Linked DNA regions of Mus musculus: regions 2, 3 and 4 are each linked to region 1. The links are chromatin contacts, called in public ChIA-PET and HiChIP or PLAC-seq maps. All regions are on one chromosome and are shown on one strand. Each heading gives the region's core, a stretch centred on a gene start, on an enhancer-like site or on the middle of the called end of the contact. The rest is flanking DNA. Distances are from core to core; before and after follow the strand shown.

What was found. ChIA-PET counts read pairs in DNA pulled down with a chosen protein or histone mark. HiChIP or PLAC-seq counts read pairs in DNA pulled down with a chosen protein or histone mark.
Region 2: an IKAROS HiChIP or PLAC-seq map of large pre-B cells shows a contact between it and region 1, with 5 times the contacts expected there. The contact joins two enhancer-like sites. A contact is called at or near these places in 2 of 39 promoter capture datasets (the 3T3-L1 cell line and pre-B cells), 4 of 484 Hi-C or Micro-C datasets (the HL-1 cell line, embryonic stem cells, neural progenitor cells and 1 more), 3 of 115 datasets of contacts at active chromatin or transcription factors (cardiomyocytes, embryonic stem cells and large pre-B cells) and 1 of 9 other capture datasets (embryonic stem cells).
Region 3: an RNA polymerase II ChIA-PET map of memory CD8 T cells shows a contact between it and region 1, with 6 read pairs. The contact joins two enhancer-like sites. A contact is called at or near these places in 6 of 484 Hi-C or Micro-C datasets (the G1E-ER4 cell line, the HL-1 cell line, embryonic fibroblasts and 3 more) and 3 of 115 datasets of contacts at active chromatin or transcription factors (embryonic stem cells, large pre-B cells and memory CD8 T cells).
Region 4: an H3K27ac HiChIP or PLAC-seq map of T-cell acute lymphoblastic leukemia shows a contact between it and region 1, with 13 times the contacts expected there. The contact joins two enhancer-like sites. A contact is called at or near these places in 10 of 39 promoter capture datasets (the 3T3-L1 cell line, the C10 cell line, the HPC-7 cell line and 5 more), 13 of 15 datasets of contacts at CTCF or cohesin (CD8 T cells, the G1E-ER4 cell line, the NIH/3T3 cell line and 6 more), 346 of 484 Hi-C or Micro-C datasets (the 3T3-L1 cell line, 3T3-L1-derived adipocytes, the 4T1 cell line and 164 more), 61 of 115 datasets of contacts at active chromatin or transcription factors (the 230-238 cell line, CD4 T cells, CD4 single positive thymocytes and 43 more) and 4 of 9 other capture datasets (adipose tissue, embryonic stem cells, embryonic tail and 1 more).

The regions. Positions count from the first base shown.
Region 1 is chr1:106,064,414-106,067,721 of GRCm38.p6, forward strand. No RefSeq gene overlaps it. Among named protein-coding and RNA genes, the nearest start is that of Zcchc2, 76 kb to the left of the region's middle. Within about 2 kb of position 1,553, at least 57 of the 459 cell types and tissues checked have an H3K27ac peak or open chromatin away from gene starts, as enhancers often do. A contact at or near this core is called in Meckel's cartilage, T-cell acute lymphoblastic leukemia, memory CD8 T cells and 2 more, where this site is marked.
Region 2 is chr1:106,554,008-106,557,315 of GRCm38.p6, forward strand. All of the region lies in intron 1 of Bcl2 (B cell leukemia/lymphoma 2), which reads right to left. Among named protein-coding and RNA genes, the nearest start is that of Mir3473f, 9.0 kb to the left of the region's middle. Within about 2 kb of position 1,689, at least 21 of the 459 cell types and tissues checked have an H3K27ac peak or open chromatin away from gene starts, as enhancers often do.
Region 3 is chr1:106,514,186-106,517,493 of GRCm38.p6, forward strand. No RefSeq gene overlaps it. Among named protein-coding and RNA genes, the nearest start is that of Gm41928, 7.8 kb to the right of the region's middle. Within about 2 kb of position 1,571, at least 85 of the 459 cell types and tissues checked have an H3K27ac peak or open chromatin away from gene starts, as enhancers often do. A contact at or near this core is called in memory CD8 T cells, where this site is marked.
Region 4 is chr1:106,393,396-106,396,703 of GRCm38.p6, forward strand. It overlaps Phlpp1 (PH domain and leucine rich repeat protein phosphatase 1), which reads left to right. Exons shown (of 17, transcript NM_133821.3): 17 at 1-850. Among named protein-coding and RNA genes, the nearest start is that of Gm41928, 130 kb to the right of the region's middle. Within about 2 kb of position 1,461, at least 50 of the 459 cell types and tissues checked have an H3K27ac peak or open chromatin away from gene starts, as enhancers often do. A contact at or near this core is called in Meckel's cartilage, T-cell acute lymphoblastic leukemia, pre-pro-B cells and 1 more, where this site is marked.

The sequences.
Region 1 (3,308 bases), core at 303-2,802:
CCTGGACATTCCAATGATGGCAGGAATAATGCTATTTCTGTCATTGGCTTGTCACCAACTAGTTCTAAACCCCACCCTAGACTCCCATATGCACCGCCACCATTATTACACTTCCTGCCTGTAGGCAACGGTAGAATTTGAAAGTCCTCGTGTGACCTCAGTGTGATTTCTGGAGCTTCCACTGTCTGTCAAGTTGTGGCACATGTCAGCTCACAAGGAGAACAAACTGGCTTTCCAGACCTGTTCAGGTTCATCATTAATTGAAGGATCAATTGTCCCTGCAACCTCTGATTATTGTGACAGAGCCTTTTTGTTAGGCTGTCAACTTTAATGATGATATAGCCTGGACAGTATCTCTGCGGACCGCCCATCACTTCCCACCTCCCTGTATGCTGGCTGAATGCTTTGGCTTCCCTGTGCATCTAGGTTGACACACTCTTTCAAAATATCAGCTCTTATGATTAACAACTGGGCTCCAAAGATCCAAGTCCCAGGTCTTAACTGCCAGCAATACAGGCTGGCCTTCCTGTTGGTAGGGCAGCCTTGAGAGCCTGCCAGCTGTGGGCTTTTCCTCCTTTGATCTGATATTGCTACTGATGCTTGACTGTGGGCTAGCAGGTTTAAGCACAGCCATTTGAGTGGGACAGAATCTTCACACACTATAGACTGTCTTTGTGTTATAGGAAATTTGATGACATTTAAAAATAAATCCGAGCACTTCAGCAATTTGGAAAGGACCGACTCTTACACTTGATAACACACCTTCAACTGAGGGCTCTCTCAGGCTTCACCCTGCTTCCTAACCATGATCCTCAAAACAAACTTCCAGTCAATTTTAGGATCCTCACCTAATAACTAGGCATACAAAGGCAGAACAAATTTAACTGGTTTATTTAGGATGATTAACAGAAACTCTAGTTTGAGGTCCAGCTCAAGTCTAATGTGCATGTGCGTGTGTGTGTGTGTGTGTGTGTGTGTGTGTGTGTGAGTAGGACTCTTGTAAATGCCCAAGAAGGTCACCGTACTTAATCTTCCTGGGGCCCCTGGCTGTTTCATCCTGATCTTGTTAGAAATTCACTTTGCTTTTTTTTTTCTATGCTTATTATGTATTGTTATGATGGAGAGAAGGAGGGAGGGAGGAGGGGGAGGGAGGAAGGGGAGGAGGAAGGAGGAAGAGAGAAGAATAATTTTTAGGTCCTGTCAATCTTTTGTCTTAAACACTTTGCCCAGAGATCAAACTCCTTTATCCCCTTTTCTGTTTTCCTTTGCTGGGAGTTTGTCTAGAAGGGTGTGCTTCCCAGTTGCTGCTCTAAAGACTCTAAAGAGGTCATTTTAGTCCTGGCTTCAGTAGAGAGGATGGACTGGGAGGGGTGGGCAGCCCAGCAATCTCCCTTCCTTCCCTTGGCTTGTTTATGTTTGCATAATCGGTTTTCAGCAGTAATTGTCTCATATATGAAAAGATGAGAGCTTATTTTGACAGCTGGCAGTGTCTTTGATATTAGGAGATGTCGTCTGGAGAAGTGTGAACCGAGAGAGATCGGAAGCAGCTGTTGGGCGGCAGCAGCCTGAGAGTGCAGCTGTGGGGTCTGAGAGCCAGGGTGGGGTTTGGGCTGTGGTCGGTTTCTCTGTTTCTGGTTTGTGTTTTTGCCGGAACATCATTAGGCTCCAAGAACCATAACTGTATATTTATAACCAGGAAAAACTGCACTGAAAAACAGGAAGGAGACAGAACAGAGATGTGAGGAGGAAAAAGAAAGACAGGAGAGGTGCTCAAACATGAGGTAACAGAGAAGTGGAAGCCACGAACATGGGAAAGAAAACCAGAAAGAGAAAGACAGATGGGCTAGGAGATGGCTCAGTGGGAGAAGTGCTTGAGTTTGGATCCCTAGCCACATAAAAAGCAACACACATGTGTTTGTAACCCAGGGCTGGGAAGACAGGGACAGGCATGTACTGCCAGTCCAGCTGAGCCACTGAGCTCCAGATTCAATGAGAGACTTTGCCTCAAAAGATCCAGCGGAGAGTGATAGAAGACACCCTATACTAACCTCTGTCCCCCACATGTATAAAATACAAACAAGTACACACACACACAGGCACACACATGAGCACATACACCTATGAACACTACACACATACACATGAACAACAACATACAAACACACAAACACATTCATGGGCATGCACATGCACACACATGCACACACATGAGCAGATACACACATACACATGCACACACGAACACACATAAACATACATGCATACACATGTACACACACACACACACACACACATATGCACACACACGCACACGCACATGCACATGTACACATGAGCACACAAAAAAGAGAAAAATAGAGTGTTTGCCAGAAAGCCCAATTGCCCAAGTCAGACCCTTTCTGAGATTTTGAAATTTTCCTGCTGTCTTTGCCATTCTGAATTGCATAGGCAACCACTGCCGTAAGCACGTGATCTGTGTGACTCCTGTCCTAGCATGCTGCAGACAACAACCCCTATGGTCCCTTTATTCCCGAGGCTAGGCTTTCATTTCATCACCAAAGTGAGAAATGACTGCCTGCTTTGTCATGGCTATTCATGTTTATACTCATAGGAAACGTGACTCTCTGCCAGCTGACCGGAGCTATAGCTGCCCTGGTTCCATGTTCCTACCCTAGCTATAGGCTGTAACTCTGGTTCTCCTCCCCTGTCCTCCACCTTCTTTCCTGTTCAGAGTGTTTCTTGTCAACAGCATCAGCAGCACATCCTAAGCTAAATTGTTTGTTTGTTTGTTTGCTTGCTTGCTTGCTTGTTTGGTTTTTGAGACAAGGCATAGCTATACAGGCCAGAAGAGCCTCACTATGCAGCATAAACTGGTGTGGATTTGAATCAGTATTCTTCCCTTAGCTTCCTAAAGGCTCACAAGCATGTACCACCATGACTGTAGGATTGTGGGTCCTGCATCCACTCTGCCACAGGGCATGACTGGGCCATAGGGAAGCCCCAGGACACCACTCGGAGGTGGTGAAGCACAATCTGAGGTGCAGGACACCCGGAGCTGGTTCCAGGGTCCAGCAGCCTGTGACGAGGCAGGGGCCATCTGGTTCTCAGGCTCTTGGACATCCAGGCCCCCCTGGGAGCTGCAAAAGAGCTGAGAATGGAGTGGGAGCCTGTGGGGTGGATCTAGCCTGGGGCCGGGGAGGAAAAAGGGAGAGCTCTGGCTAGTTTCATGGGGAGCATCCTTGGCTTGACAGACAGCGGCAGGCTTGGTGGCGATCATGGCTGGGAGCACAGAGAGGCCTTCTGCAGGA
Region 2 (3,308 bases), core at 439-2,938, 490 kb after region 1:
GGCTGACAACAGTTGTTAGTAATGGAGCGTGTGAATACTGGGCAGGGTCAAGGCTAGAGTTCTGGATTCAACCTCATTAACACAGGGATGAGATAGGCTGGTGTGGCCATTTACAGAGCAGTTCTTGGTCAGTGTGCAGTCTCTTGCCAAAACTAGATGGCTATATATGGAAAGAGGGAATGAAGGATAGAGGAAAGGGGAGGGGAGAAAGATGGGTGGGTGACCGAAATCTTCTCCATCTGCAGAACCTCTAGGGCATGTTGACAGCTGACTGACCTAAGGCCACTATCCTGCAGTGAAGTGAGTCTGCCTCTGCCATGGACATGAGCAAAGTCAGGAAACCACATGGGTCCACTCACTGTACAAAGCCCACCAGTGTGAGGGGTGCTCTTGGGTACTTACTAGAGTGACTGTTCCTGTCCTCTTGCATTTTATAGCATGAAGCCTACAGAAGGTCTGCATGTATTTGCTGATTAGACTACAATGAGAGTTGAGTCATGTCTCTGGGCCTATGTGCACCAGTGATTCCTCAGTCAGAGCTGAAAGTTCTTGAGCTGGACTGGCATGTCAGTTGTCAACACCCAAGTTCCTACTTGAGACTTTCCAGTAACCCCATCTACTGAAACTATGATGCTGGACTGCTAAAATAGTAGCCAGTGAAGCAATATTTACTAAATGTCGTTGTGTACAACACTGTATTTGTACTTCAGGGGAAGCCAGTGACCACGGCTTTGTGTGACGGTGAACCGTACAGCAACACTACACTCATTACACATATCAATCCTTCCACACATGCCCACTCTGGAGCACTTCACCCTAAAGGCCTCAGAAGTTCAGGTTTGGGTAGGTGAAGGCGTTAGTGGGGGGCACTAGGTCTATCAGATTGTCATTTTTAGCGAGCAGCACCTTATTCATATATAACGTAGTTTTCATAAGAAAATTGGTGTAAACTTTGGAAGTTCCTACTTTGTGGAGGCTTTTTGCAGAGCAAAGAAGCCTGGTCCTCCTCCCTTTGATCTATCTTTGGAATCGGAGTCAAGCAACCCAGAGGGAGTCAGAGCACGCACCAAAGCATTTATCTAGTGTCTACTTCTGGCCAGACACTAAATCTGAGATTTGGAGTGAGAACCAACTACTGTGCCAGGCCCCGTAGAGTAGCCTTTATAAACAACAGGAGACAAGAGAATAACATCAGAAAGGCCCCTCAGCTTGGCCCAGGTTACAGTGAGATTTGAATCTAAGGCCATACAAGTTCTACACATAGATGTGCTTCTTCATTATGCTTTTCGTGTTGGAGGGGAAAAAATATGTACAAGAGCCAGCCCTTTGGAGATGCATAACAAATGAAACTAGGAAGCTAAGGGGGCTCAAGACTGACAGAGCAGGACAGACCCATGCCTTCAGGAGTTCAAAGAGAGTTGGGTAAGTAGCTCAGTGCTAGCTCTGCCTAGCATGCGTGGGGCCCTAGGCTCAATCCCTAGCACCGAAGGAAAAAAGTCAAGTAGAGAAAGCTGAAGATATTCAGGACGTGAAATCAACTCAGGGGTTTGGGATTGTCCTGAGACAGGTTCCAAAGACAGCTAGCTGATATCCGAAGCCGAGCAGGGAGGAATTATCCCTTGGGGCTGCATTATCAGAGAAAGGACCCTGTGACCACGGGAAACCACAAGTCATGGGGCCTCCCGTGCACACTGCAGAACTAGATCCCACGGGAATGTGTGTGGTGCACTCTGGTCTGTGGTCTGGCCCTGTTGGCTCAGACCTCGCGTCACCTTGCACCTCAAGAGTGTTTACACTGAAAGAGACTCCAATCCCAAAGGAAAAATTCTTCCCATGTAATTCAGGGAAAGCCTTCCTGCTACAGGGCTGCTTTACAAGGAATTCTGGAATTTGGAGGAGAACAAAATTTCCCTGAGTCACAAAAACAAATCCCACCTGAGACACAAAAACAAGTCCCACCTGAGACTTGTTTAGAATATTAAAACAGCTGGCCCAAGAACTTGTAGAGTGACAACTGGAGTTTACTCCTTTCTGAGAATCCATTCAGCTGTTCTGCAGAATCAAAAGGAATCGTGGCCACCATGTTAGGAACCAGTGACAACTTCCATTCTATAAGCTCCAAGGAAGGCATGTAGAGGACTGCCTTGCCACAGTCCAGACCCAGCCAGCAGCTCTCGTTCTGGAAATGTAGCCCTCAGATGAGGAAGTCTGCTCTACTGAAATACTATTCTGTATTTTTTATTATTATGCAAAGGTTTTTAAACCCCTAAGACCCTAGGCATACAGCCGTTCACAAGACCCTGCCTATATTCACGGACCTCTCCCTAGGTTTGTTTCTGAAAGGCTCGAGTTTTGAGGAGCCAGTCTGTGATTCAAGCAGTGAGACCTAATGAGCCGTATCTGGAGTCGCATGCGTGTTAGAACATGTTCAGCATAAGGTCTCTAATGCACCCAACTGAGGAGAGAAGTGGGAAGCTGAGTTTGGGGCTGGCACATATTGGTATGTAGACAGTGGCCATGAGTCTCACTCCACCTCTGAATTGGGTGATAGGGGTCTGAATCCCCTTTTGCGGGTTGTTCCTGACCCAAAAGACAGGTGTGGGGGACACAATAGAGGCTAGATGAAAAGACCCAAGTGGGCCCTCAGAGGCCTCCAGACTTGGCCTTCCCCGGGCTCTACCAGTGTTCAGATGGGATATCGCTTTTATACCGCATGTGTCCCCACTCAGTCCCTTTCCAGTCTCCTCCTCTGCACTTGTTTTTCCATTCCATCCTTGACTCGAATTTTAAACAAAATTTTTTTCTGTATTTTGATTTCTTTCACGTATTTTCTATTTGGATCTGCTCTGACATTAGCAGGTAGAAATTCTTCACCCTTCCTCATTTAAAAGACCAAAATACTGGCTGCTTGGCACAAATAAGATCTCTTTAGTCCCAAGAACTGCTGAGTCCTACCTTCCTGGGACATCAGCCCTCTTCCAGATAGGAGGACCCTGGCAGTGGGTACTGACATAGAACTTGGGCTGCACTTGATGCCTCCCACTCTTGACAGCCCAGAAAATGGTACCATGAAAGACATGTAGTGCTAAGCACTATGGGTGCCAGTTGACAGTGGAAGTCTGACATGACGCTGAGCCTGTGAGCCAGGCTCAGTCTGCTAGAAGTTTATTCTACAGCTGTCTTTAGCCTTCACAGAGTTAAATATTGGTACTGTAATTAACTGAGAGGGATTTTGTTGGATAAAGGAGAGTAACAAAATGGGCTAAGTCTCATGTTTTCTTGGTGTGTTTTCATTCCTGAAACATTCT
Region 3 (3,308 bases), core at 321-2,820, 450 kb after region 1:
CAGAATAAGATTGCATGATTTAAAGACTATTATGCCGCTGAAAGAACCTAAAAAATGAGCTGCTCTCTCTTTGGTACTTACTCCACACCCAGCTCTGTGAGAACAGTTTCGTGATGCTGTCAGTCCCATGACCACCCATGATGAGGTGTTTTGTACCATTGCCTTGATTTTAGACCTGAGAATGTGTGGCTTCTCCTACGTCTGTCAGAAGGGAGCCTCCCCAAGATGCAGCAAACCCAGCCAGTCAGCGAGGCACTGTGATGGTTCTTTGTCTGAGCTATTCTTCTCAACAAAGACATCAGACAATGACAAGCACAACAAAGACAATCCTGGTAGAGCAACAATGGGGCTGGGATGTAAAATGATGCACCCAGGCATTTCTGTGGGTCTCAGAAGTGAGGACCACTGTCAGTCAGCAGTTAGTTATGTAAGCCCTGAAGTCACAGCAGCCTTCCTCCCTCCAGGAAAGGCAGGCAGAAAGCTCTTCATCCAATAGGCTTAAGAAGGCAGGACAGAACCTTCCCATCCCCCTGAAACCCCATGGTAGCCCAGATAATTCAGTACTTGAATTTTTGTTAAACCTACTTCTCTTAATTATGTTTCTATTGCTGGGATAAACACCACAAATAAAAGCAGTTTTCGGAGGAAACCGGCTGATGGTCCATCATGAAGAGAACTCGGCACAGGAGCTCAAGGTAAGAACCTAGAATCAGGAACCGAAGCAGAGGCCATGAAGGAACATTGCTTACTGGCTTGTTTCCCATGGCTTGCTCGGCTCACTCTCTCTTATGTTTCACACCCACCTGCACAGGGGTGACACTGCCCCTACGAGGCTGGGCTCTCCCACATCAATCATTAATTAGGAAAATGGCTCACAGGCTTGCCTCCAGGCCAAGGTGATGAAAGCATCTTCTCACCCACGGTTCCTTCTTTCTAATGATGTCTAGATTAATGTCGGATTGACAAAAACCAACATGCACACTAGTAGACTTTTGGGGTGTTTACATTGCTTAGAACTAACTATTCATTTACCTGTTATTTGTTGATTGTCTCCACAGTCCAACCAGAGGCCATACTGTGGAGACATATGGTAAGGTCCTCAAATGACCCTGGGACACACACAGGTCCAAGTCAAGGCTATGGGAAGTATTATGAAGGCAACATGGATCCTGGCTGTCAAGGGCCACGTTCTTTCTGAGTTTAGGGTTCTGTTGGTAGTACAGAAGAAGCATGCCAGGGATTTAGGTCACATATTGAGAATCTTATGACTCTGAAGCCTACTTTGTTACTTCCTTCCATCTAAGTACTAGTTAGGCTCAACGCTGCCCAGCTTCCAAGCCCAGTATGTTCAGAGTGGCTGGGCTGCCCTAGACTTATAATGCTGGCTGGCTGTACAGTAAGCACAGCCTCTCTCACCTCTTGGTATTCCTGCATAGCCACCCCCTCCGTATCCCTGCACAGACCTCCCCTCCCCCCCCCGTCAGTATCCCTGCACAGCCTCCCCCACCCTCAGTATCCATGCCAACCCCAGAGATGAGTGATTTGCTCCAGTTTTGTCAGTTCAAACCACATCCTGCCCATTTCCACTTTCCACAACCGGCTCATGACACCGGTGACTCTAAGATGTGGCAGGCTTCTGGGCCAAGAAACAGCAGAGATCTGTTTCGCAGAAGTGAAAATCATCTAGTGGTCACCCATCAGGTAAGCTTTCCCTCCCCAAGTCCCCCATCTGCAGATGAGGCTGACACTCAGCCTGCGGTCACCAACTTAACCATAGCTTTCCCCTAAAGGAAAGTTAAGCCTGAGGCAGGAAGGTCAGTGGTGCACTCACGAAGGAGCTACACTCATCTGGTTCAAGGCCTGAAGCCAAGAATGTAGCCTCCCATAGTTGGTAAGGACACAAAGAGAGCATCTCTTCACTTTACAGATGGGGGTGGGGGGAGTTAGTTCAGGGGCCAGACTGATAGAGGCAGAAGCTAAGCTGGAACCTCAGTCAAGTTCACTCAAAGACAATCAGTTTGGCCCAGGTCTGTGAGTTATCATTGAACTGAGGAGTTAGGTGACCAAACGATGCATCTCATAGCTGGACACTGTCTATTAAAAGCCAGCAGAAGGGCAGTTACTAGTTTAGCAAACAGCACAGAAGTCATGCTTAAGGTGTTAGGTGATCAAGGACACCAATACAAATAAACATTTTAAGGCCGGGTAGGGTGGCACACACCTGGACGTCCTGGCAATGAGGAGGTGAGGACGGGAGGATCATGAGTTCAAAGGTAAAATGAGCCATCTATCAAAAGTGTACCTTTAAAAATCAAAATAGAAATCAGAATAAATAATTTGAAGGAATTTAACACTTGAAGTGGAAGAAAAAGAGGAGGATGGGGAGACAGAAAGCAGAAGAGGAGAGGCAGGAGATGACAAGATGCAACACTCAGGAGGTCATTCTGGGCTAAAGAGGTGGCTCAGTGGCTTTTCCAGAGGATTCAGGTTAGCTTCCCAGTACCCATGTCAGGTGGCCTCACAGCCAGCTCAAGTCCACAGACATGAGACCAGACACCCTCTTCTAGCCTCAGTAGACATCTGCATACATCTACAAATACCTTTATACTCTCTCTCTCTCTCTCTCTCTCTTTCTCTCTCTCTCTCTCTCACACACACACACACACACACACACACACACACACACAGACAATTTACAATTTTTAAATAAATAAGTCAATTAAAAAGTTGTCAAAGAAGTCATCATGAAAAATAGACCTTTGAAGAATTCTTAATCCTATGATTTGAAGGAGGCGGGTGCTAGGAATGAAACTCATGGCCTTGTCCATGTTAGGCAAAAGCTCTACCACTGAGCAGTTGTTCAGCCCCTTTGCAATTGTTAAATGCATTCGAGCAAGCACTGCCATCTTCTGAATGTTCCGGGAAGAAAACCAATCAATAGTTTGGAAGAACTGTAGCCTCAATCAAGCTTGGGATGTTGGAATCCACAAGACCAGGGATGACCTAGATGGCCAAATGGTCTCCAAATATACAGCCATGACCCCTTGTCCAACAGGCAGTCCAGGCTGGTGAACATACAGGGCCTGTCTCTATGCACACTGACCACAATAAATATTGATTTTCACCAGTGCTGGGTTTCCTTATCTTTCAAGGGTGTGATATGGCCCCTAACTGCTTAACTTATTAACTTGGCTTTCCATTCCCATTGAAAAGCAGAGGACAAAGCAGAACTGTAAGGGGCATGCTTGAGTGTGTGTGCACATGCATGTGTGTATGTAGATGCCTGCATGTGTTATGTGTTTGTGTGC
Region 4 (3,308 bases), core at 211-2,710, 330 kb after region 1:
CAGGCTCACATTAAACCAGGGGTGTTAACTTCATGCCCTCTCCCAGACACTGCCCCACCTGTCTCTGCAGCTCATCTGTAGGTTCTCTTTGTATTGGTTACTTTTAACAATTAACCACTTTTCTTCTAGTGATACTTTACCAATATGATTTAAATTTGTTAACTTCTTTCCCTAACATATCAACTGTGTAAAGACAAAGAACAAAAGGTTTAATATATTACAGAGAAACAGTTAATGATAATGTAATATTTTTAAAAATGGCTTTTGTTGTTTTGTTTGTTTGGAAGGCAGGGCAAGTTGCCATTGCTAAATGATTTAATAATATTGTAATTGTGTATTTCTTTGTGGGGAAAGCTTTTTTTTGTCTTGAAAATGGTAGACATTTGTAGAATATGGCGACTAACTCCTAGGAGTTGCTTTACTCTGTCAGGTGACTTAAGTCACTGGGAGTCACTAATTTTCTCTGAGAGAACAGTTGATTGAGAAATTTCTATTGTAAATATCTCAGTGTTACATAGTGAAGCTTAAAGTGTTTGTAGTCTTGCATAAGGACACAGCCTAAATAACTGACCCCTTACTCGCTCTGAAGAGCCTCCCTGCCCCACCCCTACGTAGCTCATCTTCAGTGTGGGCCATGTGCAGCGTGTTTCTGTGCAGATAATGTGGCCCTGTTCTCGGGAACCCAGAACCTTTTACAGACATTTTTTAATTGTGTTCCTTCCTGCTGCCACAATCAGCATGACTGTATAGAGTCCCTTATACCATCTACACATCCAGAGTTATATGGAAGCAGAATGCCCAAATGGACATGTCGTAATTTTTGTTATAATAAATATGAAATTTACAAGTACTGAATCTATCTGCTTTTGTCTCAGCATCCAGGTGTGTCTCACAGCCAAACCAGTTTAGGATTAGAAGGAATAGATGGGGGTGAGATTAACCAACATTATGGTTTGGGGTTTGTTTCCTTAATAGTCAAGTTCAGCTGCAGTGAATGAGGTAGTAGAATCGACCTTCTGGTCAACCGCACACACAGCTGTTGTTACCCTTTTCTTTTTATGATTATGCAAGGTAGTCCTCACTGGAAGAGAGGACTGGATGGGGACTGCATAGAGGAGAGCCCTGCAGAGAACCTGCAGACCTCCTACAGAACCAAGATGGGTTTCAGCTCTTCCAGGAGATCACGTGAACAGGTCCATGCACCTTCCATTGTAACTGTCAATTAAGAGCTGTATGTGGAAGGCAGGTGGCATCCCTGTTGTCTCCCTTCAGGTGTGCCCTCAGTAGTACTTGGCCAGCCCAGACTAATGGCCGAGCCCACAGAAGAAGAGGTAGCTCACTCCAGCACAGCACTGGACCCAGTAGCTGAAGAAACTGTGTTTCCCAAGTGTGGAAGAGGCCTTGTGCCTTCAACTGGAAGTCGAGTCATCCCAGGGGATGATCCTGCCTGACTCTCTAGCCCTTCCCTCCCTTACTGTGCATCATACCATGTGGGGCATAGGTCACATAGAAACCACACAACTTCCTAGTGCTCCCCAGTGCCTTATTTCCTGTCCAGCTTCCAAGTCATCAGTGCTTAAATCCCAACTCTGGGTAGAGTTCATCTTTGTGGAGGAGGCCTAGAGCACACAGTGTGACTCTTTCAGAGGGGTCAGAACCTGTGGAGGCTGGTGAACAGAGTCAGTACTTGTAGACTCCATGACAGCATCTGAGGCGGCTACACAGCAGAACCAGCAGACGTGGGAGAGAGCAGCAGGTTAGATGCTGTGTTTGTGCATCCACAGTCCTCTGGCATTTACATCTCTGTCCGTTCTGTCATTGAGACATTGTGCACATCACACGCGTGGAACTGTGGAGAGAGAAGTTCTTTTGGGGGACTTGGCAGTACATAGTACTGTAGAGGAGAAACTTTTATGTTGCATCCATGTGAAGGGACTAAAGAGGCACAGACATACTGGGAAGTCTCCATGCTCTTATGTAGGAGCCTCCGCAGTTATTTCCTAAGGTGAATTTATTCACTTCTGTTTACCAAGATACACTCTAATAGTGTATGTGAAGGTGCTTATAAATCTGAAGTGGATTTTGAGCTTTAAGTATTTTATTAATACTTGAAGACCCCTAAAGCCATGATGTCTGCACAGGAGAAAGGGTTGCCCTGAGGCTGATGACCTTGCTGGGGCCAGGACACCAGTTCCTGTCAGATCAGCCACCTACTAGCAGATACAGGCAGCCTCCAGGCTTCCTGCCCTTACCCATCAGGCCAATCTCTGGCCAGGGCCAGACTAGTGTGGCTGCTTTCTTTTGATTGCTTTTGTTATAGCACCACCTACTGGTGAGTAGTTTGGGGGCCAGGCCACCGACTCCATTTGGACTGAAGAAACTGTTTAGCAGTTTTCTTCATGGAATAGAAAGTAATCCTCACCACTAATTAAGTGTGGCAGAGATGCTGCATTAAATCCTAGCGTCTGTTGTACCTTGTACCAGTCTCTGCTTTACAATGTGGTATCATTGGTGACTACTTGGTTCCTATAATAGGAAATTTAAATAACATGCGACCAGAATTATAATCGATCCAGCATTTGTCTACCCTTGCCTTCCCTGGGGTTAGAAAACAAGGGAAAACAGAGAGCATTAATGGTATGCATGCAGTCTTACAGAGTAGATATGTGATGTCACTACTGGCTGTAACTAAGGGAGGGGGGAAAAAAGAAAAAAAAGCCCCATTGGCGTAATGTTGACTCTCATCAAAGGGTCTTGAGTCCTTCCCTGGTGCTAAGCAGAATAATCGCTGAAAAGTGGGGTTATATTATCTGTAACTGCCTCCCGAGTGACAGATCGGAAACTCACTAACGCCTTCCATGTAAGTTGTCACTATTCCAGCACAGAACTAGGCTGCTCAGAAATCCGGGAGCACGGCACAAATGCTTCAAGTGGCGAGTGGAAGAGAAGACTCACTTCTCTTGTGGGGGAGCAGACTCACTGTCGCTGGGGGAGCTCCCAATATCTGTCATTAAATACTACTAGTTTCTCTCTTTCAGTTCATCTCCGAAATTCCCATGTTGTGCAAATGACTCTAGGCCAACTGCTTTCGTCATTGTCATTGATCTGGCCTGTGCTGATATGGATCCCCATGTCTGATATATATGTGTTTGAAAATGTAAATGGCTCTAAAGCATCTGTGATAGCTTTGATTTGTTTTTTCTTATCCTAACCCCTACCTGCTATATCAATTGGATCAAAGTTCACACTAAACCTTGCTCAGGTAAAGGAAGGTAAGAGCCCTTCCAGGACCTCCATCTGATTTGCAT